2 separate regions of the Mus musculus genome follow, and region 1 is linked to region 2. A link is a contact called in public Micro-C data. All regions are on one chromosome and are shown on one strand. Each heading gives the region's core, a stretch centred on a gene start, on an enhancer-like site or on the middle of the called end of the contact. The rest is flanking DNA. Distances are from core to core; before and after follow the strand shown. Region 1 holds the start of Six1 (sine oculis-related homeobox 1). Region 2 holds the start of Foxg1 (forkhead box G1).

Region 1 (2,700 bases), core at 62-2,561, about 24 Mb after region 2:
AGAGAGCCGGGAGGTACTGGGGGCCGAGCGTTCGACTCAGACCAGCTTCAAGACGGAGCGAAAGAGCGGAGGTTCGAGACCTTCCGCCGTACCGAACAGCTTCCCTCGCGATACCAAGCAATACCCCCGTTTCCTCTGATCTACAAACTCCCTGGCCATCCCTTCTCTTCGCCGGAGCCAGCCCGGAGGGCATGAAACAAACCCAACGCCGACCGTTCCCCACACTTTCCCTCACCAAAGAAACCCACGCGCGAGTGCTCCACGCAAACGCGACCCAGTCCCTAACAGGCAACCTCAAGAGTTCATGAACCTTCACAGCAGCGTCGCCGAGGCCGGGGTGCCGCCCCACGGACCTCTGCCGGGTGGCGGCGGGTAGGAAGCTGGTGGCGACGCCTGCGGGGGGCAGAAGGGAGCGAAGGGTGAAACTTCCCGGGGTCACCCGAGCCTGGGCAAGCACGCCGCGTACCTTTCCTTGGCCTCGGCGGCCCGGTCTCTTTGCCTCCGGTTCTTAAACCAGTTGCTGACCTGGGTGGTGGTGAGGCCGGTGGCCTCGGCCAGCTCCCGTTTCTCCCTCGGTGAGGGGTAGGGGTTGTGCGCGTACCACTCCCGCAGCACGCCCCGAGACTTCTCCTTAAAGCAGTAGCTGGTCTCCTCGCCGTCCCAGATGGTCCGCGGCAACGGGAATTTTCGGCGCACCCGATATTTGCCCACGGCACCCAGGGGTCGGCCGCGAAGTTTCTCGGCCTCCACGTAGTGCGCTTTCAGCCACAGCTGCTGCAGTTTGGGGTGATTGTGAGGCGAGAACTGGTGGCTCTCCAGTATCTTGTAGAGCTCGCGGAAGTTGCCGCGGTGGAAGGCGACCACCGCCTTGGCCTTGAGCACGCTCTCGTTCTTGTGCAGGTGATCGCAGGCGGGCAACGACCACAAGAACCTGCCCAGGCGTTCCAGGTTCCCTCCTTGCTGCAGAACTTCGCACACGCACGCCACTTGCTCTTGCGTAAAACCAAACGACGGCAGCATCGACATGGCTGGCGCTGCCGGGGCGCACGGGCCCGGGCGCACGCGGCAGTGAGCAGAGCTGGGAGAGCAGGGGGCGGCTGCCGCGGGGAGGGGGGCGCGGCTGCTCCTAACCCCCTCCCTAGCCTTGGCGCGGGCGAAGAGACCAGTCGAACCTCGGCGGGTGGGAGGCCAAGGAAGACGAAGAGAAGTAGGGGTGAGCTAGACTCCGAGTGGCTGGCGTTCTCTACAGCCTTCTGGGCCTCGCTGGCTCCCGCCTGCCGCCGGGTGGATGCTGCTGGTTGCCGGGGAACTTGGTTTCTGTTCTCCCCGCAGCGGCCTTAAAGCGCGCAGCGTCCCCGACACGCTGATTGGCTGCGAGCGGCGCCTATCCGAAGCTGGCCAGCCTGCGCGCCGCCCGGCCCGGCAGCAAAGCCGCGCCACCCTGCCGCCCCGCGTGGGGAGGGCGAAGCTACCGAGTGCTGCCTAGGATAAGAAGTGGTGGGAGGAGAAGGACCCGGAGAGGTGGGAAGTGAGGTGGGGTCGGGAGGAGGGAACTGGGGTGCTGAAAAGGGTGGTGACCAAGTCAGGACCTTGCGAAGCGGCGCCCTCTTTGGTGTCACCTAAGGGGAGCCTCACGCAGCACAAATCAATGGCTGCAGACGTTCTAATGACCCTCTTCTCCATATTCTTAGCCCTGTCTCTTGCAGTCTTGGCTTTTCCCGGTGAGCTCATATTTAATTACCTTAATGTTAAGATGAATAAATAATGGATTGATGAATAGCTTATGGAATGAGATAAATAATACAAAAGGAGACTAGGGTTCTGTGCTGCAAGCACTCTGAAAGTGGCTTCTTCCAGGTTTGGTTCCTGGAGGTGAAGACAAACCTAGCCCCCCACCCCCACCCCCACCCCCACCCCCCAACTCCTACACCCTTTCTCTTCCTAACTCCTAACACCTCCTAAAGGTCTCAAGGACTCTGATCTGGGCAACATTCCCCTCATTCTCAAAGTGCCTCTAGAAGAGGGATCAGAAGGGTTGACCCTGGCACTGTAGCATAGAGACACCAGGGCTTCATCTGCAATTTAGAATCTTGCTGTCCATAGACTTCTGGACTCAGTTTCCCCAGTTGTACGGTTGCGTTTTTTCAAAGCAACCCCTGCTACCGATGGATGCTGAAAAGCTTTACTTGCCATTAGCAAAAAAAAAAAAAAAAATTGGGGAACCTCATGCAAAAGGCGCTGAATGGGGTGTAAATTAAATAAAACTGCGCCCAGCTCCAATAACTGTCTGGTTGTAACATAATCCTTGCCCTGCTCTGAGAGGGACACTGCCCTCTAAGCTAGAACCACAGTGGCTCCAAGAAGATTAAATAAAGTGTGTGTGTGTGTGTGTGTGTGTGTGTGTGTGTGTGTGTTTGCAATGCTGGCCTATTTTACTGCCAGCCAATGAGATGTGTCCTGCAATTTAAGTTCCATCATCTGCTATTTTGTTTCTGTGGGGAGAATGCTTAGTAAAACTGCACAGACAAATGAAGCTGTAATTAACTTAAGCCTCATTTGCACACCTTGTTCCAAAGCAATTATTAAAAAGATTTCAAAAACAATTAGCCTCTCTAAACAAAGATAATCTATTGTCAGTGGCTAAGTCAAGCAAGAGATAAGAACAATGGGTGGAGATAAGGGAAGGTGGAGGGAGAGTGA
Region 2 (2,700 bases), core at 191-2,690:
AGAAATTTTTCAACACAAACACCCAGCTGTGTCTATTTTAAAAGCAGTTCAATGACAGCTTGCACTTATGAGCATGCAATCAGCTAATTTCGCTTTTTTTTCTTCTGTGTTAATCAACACTTTCCTTCCTGCATATCAGAGTACAAATAGTATAGTTACTCCACATCAGTAAATGTTTACGTAACCTGTCCTTTCCCAAGAATCCGGTTACACCGAATCATTTCACGCTAGACCGACTACGAAAACGTACCGGGCCGTCCACCTCTGAGGGAGCCCCGGGAGCCATTATAAGCGGTGGTGAGAAGGGGGGCTGGGGGATGGGGAGGAGTAGGTGGAGGAGTGAAGGGGAGAGGAAAGGAGGGAGGGAGAAGGGGTGGGTTAGTGAAAGGGGAAGAAGGGAGAGGGGAGGAGGAAGGAAGGCAAGCGCATTGAGGAACCACCAGGGAAAATGGGCCTGAGGAGGAGAAAAGAGTGGGAAGGGAAATGAACAAGACAACCCAGGCTCACAGATCTCTCTAGCTAGGTTGGCAAAGCTCATCACGTCGCCAGGCTCCGTGAGAAACCCCAAGCCTAGAAATCAACCTTTGGCACCAATGTGTTTTGCAAAGCTGATTGCTAGAACCCTGGCCTTTTCCGTCATGCATAGCTTGTTTTAAAGTCAGCGGATATGTAGGAAGAGATCCAAGCAGTGGAAGGATATTTGGGGACAAATAATCAAAGATCTCTTACAACACTCCAATAGATATAAAATTTGCTAGCTATTTGTAATTGTGGATAATTTTCGCTAGCGTTTCCCTCTCTTTCCCTCCCCTCTTTCTGCGCCCCATTTCAAATTTGGGGGGTGAGAACATCAGAATAACTCCCTATTATTTTGAGTATTGCATGTTTCTGGTAGATTTTAGTACCACACATAGGCCCTGTTTTTTCTCCTTCCTTTTTTTTTTTTATATCAAGACTGAGAGATCATTTAGCTAAGAGCTCATCAAAATGAATGCTGGCATGGGTAGAGTATTTTACCTTAAAGAGGAGGGGAAAGATACTCGTGACCTATGTGTCTCCACCTCCCTCTCCTCTCTGGCTACGGCCTCTGCTTACAACGTGGCGCGCTTTGAGCCAGTGAGGATTTGTGATCTGTGTGCTCCGCACTAAATTCCAATCCCTGGGAAATGCTGGGCCTTGGCCCTGGCCCTGGCCGCGATCTTTTTAAAGGCCTTGAATTACAAGCTACCCACTCGTTTCAACCTCCCCACCAAACCATCCCCCAAACCCCAGAAGCTAGGACTGTCAAATCCACCTTCCTTGGGCTCCCCAGAGCATTCCAGCAGCATCCAAGAAGGGTAAGAGCTGATTTCGCCCTACTGGTGTTTCAAGATTGAGGTTTTAAAGAGATAAAGTATTTGTGAAATGGGAAAAAGGAGCAAACATAGGATTTAAAAAAAAAAAAAACGGAAGTAGACGCCCACTCATATTTTCTTCAATGTCAAGCAAAATGAAAATATTTCCAGGATGATCGATCGCGGCTACCGGCTTCCAGTACTGCCTAGAAGCTGAAGAGGAGGTGGAGTGCCCGAGGAGACAACTGCCACCGGGTCACCCGCGCGTGAGCGCGACTCTGGGAGTGAAGCGAGACGGAGGGAGAACACACGTGTTACCTGCTTTATTTCGGGACTGTTTGGGTCTGTGCTCGCCCGGGGCAGCTCTCCGCCCGCCCGCCCGCGTGCGTGGAAGGCCTCCACAGAACGCACCCACCGCTCAGCCGCCCCCGCTCGCCGCCCTCAGCCCAGCTTCACAGCCGAGCTCGCCGCGGGCCGCAGGAAGCTGTAAGTACCGGCCTGGCCGTGGCCGCCCCCGCCCCACCTTCCAGGCCCCGTTCCCCCGATGCCCGGCTCTCCGGAGCTTGCTGGCCCGCTCGCTCCCAGGGCGCTGCCGGGGCCGCCGCGTCCCCAGGGTTCACGCCCTCTCCCGCACCCTCGCAGCTCGCCCCTCCGCCGCGCCCCCCGCCCCGCTCTTCCAGACAAAATTGGATACAAACTTTAATCAATAAGGATAAATATTGACGCGCAAAGGAAAATAATCCCATACAGGGAGGAGGCCACAGTCGAGCGGCCGCGGCCCGGGGCGCACGCCCCACGCTAATCCTGGCCGGGTGGGCGATCTCCCGCCGGTCCCCGCGGCTCCAGGCCTGGGCCCCGCCACCCGGAGGGGGCGGTGAGCGGGGGGCGGGGCCGGGGCGGGGCGGGGATGGGCGGGCCCTGGGCCCCCGATTGGTCGACGGCTAGCCAGACGCTCCTGCACGCCGGCGGCACTGATTGGTTCGGCAGTAGGAAAGGTTAAACCAAAAATTTTTTTACAGCCCTAGTGTGCGCCTGTAGCTCGGAAAATTAATTGTGGCTATAGCTGCCTCGATCGCTGTCTCCTAGCCTCGCTGCGGCCGCTCCGGGACGCGCCCGCCCGCCGCCCGGCTCTCCCCCCCTTCGGGCTGCCGCTGCTGCTGCTGTGACTGCTGCGGCGCGAGGAGGAGGAGGCAGCGGGGGAGGGGGAGGCCGGGCGCGGAACGGAGCGGGGCGCTGCACCCCGGGCGACGGGTTGCTTCTGCCTCTAGCCTCCCTCTCTCTCTCTCTCTCTCTCTCTCTCTCTCTCTCTCTCTCTCTCTCTCTCTCTCTCTATCTCCTCTCCCTCTCTCTCTCTCTCTCCCTCTCT

What was found. A called contact is a pair of places that touch in the nucleus more often than the background predicts.
Region 1: a Micro-C map of embryonic stem cells shows a contact between it and region 2, with 30 times the contacts expected there. The contact joins the promoter of Six1 here to the promoter of Foxg1 in region 2. A contact is called at or near these places in 1 of 39 promoter capture datasets (cranial neural crest) and 2 of 484 Hi-C or Micro-C datasets (cerebellum and embryonic stem cells).

The regions. Positions count from the first base shown.
Region 1 is chr12:73,045,401-73,048,100 of GRCm38.p6, forward strand. Six1 (sine oculis-related homeobox 1) reads right to left here and starts at 1,312. Exons shown (of 2, transcript NM_009189.3): 1 at 467-1,312. The coding sequence starts at 1,026. It overlaps Gm51264 (predicted gene, 51264), which reads left to right and starts at 485; the gene lies at 485-548.
Region 2 is chr12:49,381,567-49,384,266 of GRCm38.p6, forward strand. Foxg1 (forkhead box G1) reads left to right here and starts at 1,441. Exons shown (of 2, transcript NM_008241.2): 1 at 1,441-1,820. It overlaps Gm34304 (predicted gene, 34304), which reads right to left and starts at 262. Exons shown (of 2, transcript NR_168648.1): 1 at 251-262.